2 separate regions of the Mus musculus genome follow, and region 2 is linked to region 1. The links are chromatin contacts, called in public HiChIP or PLAC-seq maps. All regions are on one chromosome and are shown on one strand. The core of a region is the stretch at or near the end of the contact, and the rest is flanking DNA. Distances in the headings are between cores, read along the strand shown.

Region 1 (4,023 bases), core at 1,071-3,570:
TCCAATGTGATTTCTTCACAATTAACTTAATAATATTAATTCACTTTTAGGAACTAAGCCATTGTCAGAATGATTCCTCATTTGCTGTTTATGAAAAGTCTTGACTGTATTGTGTTGTGTGGTAGTAATGGAGAAGGATCATTTCAGTTAACATGATTCTACAGTGTATGCATCTACCCAGTCATTTTGTAAGAAAGGAATGGTTATTTCACTTATTCTTTTTTTTTTTTTTTTTTTTTGGAAACTGAATAGTTTGTTCTAGCTGAATTCAAATAGATGTTCAGTTGGTAGAACAATTACTTTGTGTGCACATGGTAAATGTTATTTACTTGGACACATTTGCCTTTTTCTATTTTATACTTAATTGGTTTGACTGCATCTCTAAAAGCTGCTCTTTAGACTGGCAGCCAACAAACCCCACATGTCTGAGAGAGATGCCAGGAAAGTGTTTGTGCTCCAATTTCCCTAATCCTTAATTTTTAGAGGTCACTGAAATCACGATTCTTTAGAGGGTGGTAGTGTGTTTTGGACCATGGCATGGGAAAAAATTAACACTTTAGTGACTTATGCATTACACTTTTAACATGTGTTAACTTATTTAATTATTAGAATTCTATGAGGTAGATGGCCTATCAGGTTTATACATAAAAATTTGGGGTTAATTAGCCTGTTTCAAATCTTTGTTTTTTAATGCAAATACTTTGCACATCCTTTTCTTTTTCTTTTTTTTCTTAGATATTTTCTTCATTTACATTTGAAATGCTATCCCAAAAGTCCCTCCCCCCACCCCCCCTTTTTTAATTAGATATTTTCTTTGTTTACATTTCAAATGTTATCCCCTTTCCTGGTTTTCTCTTTGAAAACCCCCTATCCCTTTCCCCCTCCCCCTGCTCACCAACCCACCTACTCCTGCTTCCCTGTCCTGGCATTCCTCTACACTGGGGCATCGATCCTTCACAAAACCAAGGGCCTCTCTTCCCATTGATGTCCAACAAGGCCATCCTCTGCTACATATGCAGCTGGAGCCATGTGTCCCTCCATGTGTACTCTTTGGTTGGTGGTTTAGTCCCTGGGAGCTCTGGGGGTACTGGTTGGTTCATATGGTTGTTCCTCCTCTGGGGCTGCAAGCTCCTTCAGCTCCTTCAGTCCTTTCTCTAGCTCTTCCATTGGGAACTTTGTGCTCAGTCTAGTGGTTAGCTGAGAGCATCCGCCTCTGTATTTGTCAGGCACTGGCAGAGCCTCTCAAGAGACAGCTGTATCAGGCTCCTGTCAGCAAGCACTTGTTGGCATCCAACTTGTTGGGTTTGGTGACTGTATTTGGGGTGAATCCCCAAGTGGGACAGTCTCCGGATGGCCTTTTCTTCAGTCTCTGCGCCATACTTTGTCTCTGTATCTCCTCCCATGGGTATTTTGTTCCCCCTTCTAAGAAAGGCTTGAAGTATCCATACTTTGGTCTTCCTTCTTCTTGAGCTTCATTTGGTCTATGAGTTGTATCTTGGGTATTCTGAGCTTCTGGGCTAATATCCACTTATCAGTGAGTGTATACCATGTGTGTTCTTTTGTGATTGGGTTACCTCACACAGGATGATATATTCTAGTTTCATCCATTTGCCTAAGAATGTGATGAATTCATTGTTTTTAATTTGGCAGTTCCTCAGAAAATTGGACATAGTATTACCTGAGGACCCAGCTGTACCATTCCTGGGCATATACCCAGAAGATGCTTCAACATGTAATAAGAACACATACCTGTCTCAAATCTTAAGTGACAGGACTATGATTTGAAGACATCTCTGTCTCCAAGTCTCGTTCTTTCTATTATACCGCATGTGTCTCTGTCTGTTATATTGCTGTAGCTGTTAAACGGAACAGGGTAACTTTCTGTTAGTGTTTCAGTACGACAAGGCAGTTAATGGGATAAGTAGGCATACTAAGAAGATTGCACTTCATAGGACTTAGGTCAGCTAAGTTAGAGTGTAAACCTGTCAACTTGCGTGTGATAAGTCATATGTTGTAGTTTCCAAGACTATAAATGAAGATCACATATGTTCAGGTTTCTAATGGTACATGTGTGTGTGAGCTTTGAAACTTAGAAAATTCACTAATGTAAAAAAATATGACTGACACATCATGTGGCTTGGTGAATGATATTGTTCTTATAACCAAGAAACACTTAGTTGATCTTGGCAGTATGCCATTGAAACTCAAAGAAATAGCATCTGTCAATCACAGTCATTTCTTGGAAGGAAGCATTGAAAAACGGCACAGCAGTTATTCTCCTTGACCTCTTTCCCTGAAAGGGAATTGGATTAGGCAAGCTGGTTTCATAATAGAGTAGAGCTTCTCTCTTGTCCCTGGGGAATTTAAGCCGAGCAGCCAGACTTGCTGTGTGAAGCCAGTACAATCTGGTTTTCAAGGATTTAACTAAATTCACTGTGATTAAGGTTTTATGAGGGATGCACATTGCAAAGCAGCAGCTTTAAAAATGCTGCATCTGAGTCAGTCCATGTCTTTAGATTGGAGAACAGAACAGAACAGAACAACTAAGTAAATTCAGGGAATGCTCCTCACCAGTTCTGTAGTATCTTAAAGAGAAGCCTAGATTTCGAAGCTGAAAAGTAGGCAGAAGGGGACATTATATAGATTATATAATGAGTCTTTGTGTAGGCAGTGCTTGATATTTCTTCAGGTTTTAGTTTATAAGCTGACTCAAGGATTTTATTTCACCGTACAGAAAGAGAAAACCATGTTGAGCATAGTGGTATAGCCTGTATTCCCAGTAGTGAGCAGGCAAGAAGTGTGAGCATTCTTGCAGGTTGTAGGTCAGCCTCATCTGCATGGTAGCTCCAGGCAAGTCACCACTACATAACATGACCCTGTCACGAACACATAAAGCTAACCGAAAGGTAAACAAACACACAGTACACAGTGGGAATATAGTTAGTATATAAATATTAATAGAAATCAGTCACAGACCAGATATAATGGCACCTACCTATAATCTCAGCTCTGGGGAAACAGAGGCAATTGGATCTCTGTTTGTTCAAAGCCAGCCTGATATATGTAGAAAAATTCCAGCCCAGCAAATGGTTTATAGTGAGACCCTGCTTTAAAAAAAATTACAGTATTTCAATTATTACCTTAAAAATGAAGGCATGCTGGAGAGGCCCCCTATACCCTGGTAAAACTCAACATTGTCTTTGATTAGGCTGATCTTGCTTCATTCCTTTCACAAACAGTGGCTGGCTTTGCTAGGAGTTTCATGCAATGCAAATCCCTTGTGATTCTTTTTAAATGGTTATTGATTAGCCTGGCATCATGGCGCAGATCTTAACTCTTAGCTTGCAGGAGGCTGAGGAAGGGTGATTACAGTGGATTTGAGGCCTGCATGGCTCACACAGTGTGACCCTGTCTCAAGAAGAAAAAACAAAATAGGCCTGGGGACATGGCTTAGTAAGAGTGCTTGCTCTGTAAGCAAGAGGACCATGAGTTTTCACATAGAAAGCTGGGGCATGACTTCATATGCCGATAACCCTTCCTGGCATTGTGGGGCAGAAACAGGCAGAACATTAGAGCCAACCAGTTAGCATAATCTAAAACAGTGAGCATCCAGTTCATTGAGAGACCCTGTGTCAAGGCAGTAGGGTCTAGGATGATGGGGAAAACATTTGACATCCTGCTCATGTTGGGGTAGGTGCCCCCTCACACTTAAGGAACCATACAAACACACGCACACACACACACAAACATACATAAACAATAGCAACGGGCTGGTGAGATGGCTCAGTGGGTAAGAGCACCCGACTGCTCTTCCAGACTGCTCTTCTGAAGGTCCGGAGTTCAAATCCCAGCAACCACATGGTGGCTCACAACCATCCATAACGAGAACTGACTCCCTCTTCTGGAGTGTCTGAAGACAGCTACAGTGTACTTGCATACAAATAAATAAATCTTTAAAAAAAAAACCAATAGCAACAACAACAAAACACCAGAAGCACCAAGGAAAAAGGTCTGATTATCCTA
Region 2 (4,283 bases), core at 753-3,252, 360 kb after region 1:
CCTGGCCCGAAGGTAGAGAGTTGGAGTGGGCACCAGAGGCTCGCCACTCGTCCTAACCCACCTTTGCCTAGCCCTGAAGCCTCACAGGTGTCTGGCCGCCGCCGCCGCAGGGAACAAAGACCGCCTGTCCCGGAAGGGGGAGGGGAAGGGAAGCCACCCCCAGACCCCTTCCCATCTCCCTTCCTGCCCCTCCACTGCCGCAGTGGCTCCCCCGGGAGGGGGCGGGGCCATCTGGAACGAGGACGGGGATTAGATCCCTCGGAACCTTCTTAGCTAGGATGCCACCCCGGAGCCTCTGGGGAGGAGCAGAGTTAAGGTACACCCTAGCTGTCTCGTTTGAAGTGGCCTCTTCCTTCTCCCCAGCATCCTGAGACCAGAGAGTGCGCACATCCCCCTCCCCTGCTTTGAGCGCCCTCCCATTCCCTGCCGCGCCCGGCTGCCCCAGACGGCAACCACAGTTCAAAACCAGATTAAAATAAAACGTTAATCCGCCTTCCTCCCTTTTAGCTCCTAGTTCTCCCAATGAATCCGGGCAGGTCTGACCGCCTAGAAGCCTCTAAAACCGGGTGTGGGGGTGGGGTGGGGCTTAGCTGATGTTCCCACCAAACTAAAGGGCCCTTGCGCTGAGACTGAAAACCTTGAGCTCAAGCGAAGTAAATGGATTAGGGGAACCGAGCCCCTGGATTCCTCCCTCCCCTGCTGTCTGCCAGGGTCCGAGAATGACGCTGCAGATACGAACCCTTCTAGATACTCAGCTCCTGGGCAAGACCTGCTTCAGCCATGGATGTTACAGACAGATGGCTCCGGAGGCAAGACCCACCCCAAGGCAGGAAGGCCAGGACCCGCTTGTCCCTCTCCCAGCACAGTTGGGGATGGGACGTGATGCACCAGAACCGAACAGGAAGAGCAGGGCACGACCCGACAGACCTCAGGGGGGTGTGGTGACTCTACATTAACCCTCCCTGTCCCGCCTCCTTCCCTTTCCATCCCTGTGGCCCTGAACCTCACTGCCGGCCGGCATCTCCACTCACGCCCTACCTGGTCCCTAGGCCTGTCCGGCACCAGGCGGTCACAGCTCTGTGTGCTCGGACGCGCAGGCCACACCGGCTGCGAGTGACCCCCTAGTCCTGCCGCGCCCCTTTATAGCGTACGCCCCGCCCCCCCGCGCCTCGCCTGGGCCCATTCACCTGCTGTCGAGAACCAGACACCGCAGAACGGAAAGCTAGCCGCTCGGCTGCGGGGTCCCGCCGTCGGACTCGAAGGGCGGGGGCGCGGGTGAGATGGATCCGGTTTCTACCTTTCTTAAATGCTCTGTTGAAAGTCGAGACAGCCCCCGCCCAAGAGCCAGCGTCGCTTGCTGCCCGCGCAGCTCCCTTCTCACCCTGAGACCCCCCAGCCTCACTCTAGGAGGGGCCGTGAAATTGCACCCGCAAGGTCCTCATACATATTTTAGGTAGCAGGCTCGACCAGTAACTGGAGCTGGACCGGAGTGGTGAGGGGGCGGTCCCCAGGGACCCGATATCCCAGATCGCTTACAGCCCGGGGCTCCGGTCGGTGAAGAGCTCGGACGAACCCAGATCCTTACTTTGCTGGCCCGCCGAGTGTACCCAAGGCTGCATGCAAGTATCCTACCCTTCCAACTTGTGCCTACGAGCTGCGGTATTCCCCACCTACAGATACAGAGATCCCTCCCTTCCAGAGGACAACGACCCTCTCGGGCCAGAGCCGAGCTGTTAGAGACATGTAGTTTGCTTCCCGACCCTGGATCACGGTTTAGAAGGGGCCTTACTTACGCCTCACCCCACCCCCACGCCCCCACGCCCCCACGCCTACAAGATCTTGTGCTTAGGCTCTTGAACCTCAGAGCCTTACCTGGTCCCTAGGCCCGTGGGGTACTGAGTGGCCAGCACGCCCTGTGCCAGGCAGGGCACGTAGACTCAGCGTTCCTAGCATCTCTCAGCGTGTCCATTATTCTTCCCCAACCTCTGCCCTGTGCAATCTACCTAATCCCAACCTCTCACTCCCTCGTGTTAGCCCCAGTTGTGCCGAAAATGTTGAGTGAGGAGTTAGTCCTCAGGTTCCATCTCCCTTTCCACTAATATGTATCAGCCTCGGGGATAGGGTTGCTGTGCGGACTACAAGCCCCGAGACCAACCCACTTCTTGGGCTCTTAGGAACAGTGGGGGCCTCGTGCTTTCAGTTTGGTCCTGTGCTCCCTCCAGCCGTGGTTTTTGTTGTTGTTGTTTTGGGGGTTTTTGTTTTTGGGTTTTTTGGGTTGTTGTTTTGTTTTTGATATATATCTTTCTGGAATGCTCAAAGCGGCTGTGATCTGCTTATCATATGAAGACACAATTGCCAGATTCTCTTCACCTCTATGAGCTTTGGTTTTTCCATTTGCAAAAATGGAAAACATAAATTCTACCTCTTGCCGGGCGGTGGTGGCACACGCCTTTAATCCCAGCACTTGGGAAGCAGAGGCAGGCAGATTTATGAGTTCGAGGCCAGCCTGGTCTACAAAGTGTGTAGCCCAGGACAGCCAGGGCTACACAGAGAAACCCTGTCTCGAAAAAAACAAATAAAAATAAAAATAAATCTACCTCTTGCAAGACCCTGCACCCTGGTTCTGCCATGGTTTCTCAGACTCCTGGGAAATCTCCCTTCCCTTTTTCCACAGGGCCATTCATGGGGATGTGGGCTTACTGTGTTGGCCCAGAATGGGCCCCAGCTCTAAGGGTGAGGCGTTGCTGTAGTATCTAGATGCTCATGGATGGACTCTCAAAGGGCTGTTTCAAAACCCGAGTAACTCGCTGCCTCCAAGGGCTGTGTTTGTGCCTCTGGGAGTTTCTCTCCGAGAGGCTGCAGAATCCTGGGAGTCTCTGCTGGAGCTCAGGAGAAACCCTCCAGCTGCGGAAGGCGCGGAGGTGACCAGCCTGAAAGAATGAAACACGCCCACAAATGGAAGGAGAGCCTCACGTCGCTCTCAAAAGAACACGAAGCCGGGCTGGAGGCGCACACCTGTAGACTCTGCCTCAGGGCGGCTGCAGCAAGAGGATCCCAGGTTAAGGCCAGCCTGGAATGCATATCGAGTTCCTGTTGCCCGATGCGTTAGTTAGTTAGTTAGAGCATTCATTTAAATCAGCTGAATAGGATAGATATGTAGCCATATCTTGGGAATTATCTGGGCATTCAATGAAACATACAAAGGACACATCGGTTCGTGTTTGTGAAAAAAAAAATTATGAACGGATGAGGTGTGTTTTAACGTCACCTTTTCATGTTCTAAAGAAAATGGAAGAATTTTAACGTTTTTTTTCTTGATGTTTTTGTGATTTTTTTCTTGTGTTTTTCTAGACTGTACCAAGCGAATTGTCTATCTATGACCTTTTAATTACAAATTAAACTCAAAAGTTGGTTGTTTAAAAAAAACAAAACTGTTTTGCGGTCTTGGAGGAGTGGCACCCGAGAGTCCAGTTGCAGACCACCGGACTGAGGCTGCCATAGCTCTCTGAACAGTTACCGTTCCGGAACCGTCGCCCCAAACAAGGGGTGGGGGATGGGAGAGAAGCTAGGGAACCCCGTGGCTTTGTAGCTCTGGTCTCACTCTTCCCTCTATCTGGAGACTGCCTGCCTGAGCTACATCTCCGCTTTATTGAACATCTCTTGAGCATCATTCCCAAAGAATTTCTAACCGGAGTCACCACAGGCCAAGGCCGGCGAGGAGAGAAGACCGCCTTTAACCGGCTGCCTTGTCGGTAAAATAGACTGGAAAACCTCCGTACCTGTTTCCGAAATGGGGAGGATGTGCAACTGATGGGGCTTGGCCCTGCAGGGGACATCTGTTACGTTGCTCAGCTGGGGTTGGGGCGCGCGCGCGCGTGCACACACACACACACACACACACACACACAAACACACGGAAAAGACCTATATGACTGACATCTCCCTGCCCCCACTCCCTCCCTGCGACCCTTTAGCATCCTCTGCACCTAGAGGAGGGAAGCATACCCGCCATGTATCAAGTTCAGAGTTCCCCGGTCCAAGGCTCAGAACCCCTGACTCAGTTAATGTTTGCAGTTCTTGGGGTATTGGCCCCCCCTGAGCCCTTCAACAGATTATCCAAAGGTCGATGACCTAGATAAGGCTTTGGCTCTGTTCCAGGTTTCACTCCCTAACTCCAAAGCAGAATTTTTGCTTTGTTTCTGTCTTCTGTTTGTTTGTTTGTTTGTTTGGTTGGTTGGTTGGTTTTGTTTTTTCCGAGACAGGGTTTCTCTGTGTTTCCTTGG

The links. HiChIP or PLAC-seq counts read pairs in DNA pulled down with a chosen protein or histone mark.
Region 2: an H3K4me3 HiChIP or PLAC-seq map of embryonic forebrain shows a contact between it and region 1, with 4 times the contacts expected there. The contact joins the promoter of BB283400 here to the enhancer-like site in region 1. A contact is called at or near these places in 7 of 39 promoter capture datasets (the 3T3-L1 cell line, the HPC-7 cell line, cranial neural crest and 4 more) and 8 of 115 datasets of contacts at active chromatin or transcription factors (bone marrow-derived dendritic cells, bone marrow-derived macrophages, craniofacial prominence and 5 more).

The regions. Positions count from the first base shown.
Region 1 is chr6:29,812,446-29,816,468 of GRCm38.p6, forward strand. The region is part of intron 1 of Ahcyl2 (S-adenosylhomocysteine hydrolase-like 2); the gene reads left to right. Among named protein-coding and RNA genes, the nearest start is that of Ahcyl2, 46 kb to the left of the region's middle. Within about 2 kb of position 2,321, at least 57 of the 459 cell types and tissues checked have an H3K27ac peak or open chromatin away from gene starts, as enhancers often do. A contact at or near this core is called in embryonic basal ganglia, embryonic forebrain and liver, where this site is marked.
Region 2 is chr6:30,174,621-30,178,903 of GRCm38.p6, forward strand. It overlaps BB283400 (expressed sequence BB283400), which reads left to right and starts at 2,003. Exons shown (of 1, transcript NR_038124.1): 1 at 2,003-3,426. It overlaps Gm31221 (a long non-coding RNA gene), which reads left to right and starts at 3,535. Exons shown (of 3, transcript XR_377385.2): 1 at 3,535-3,752.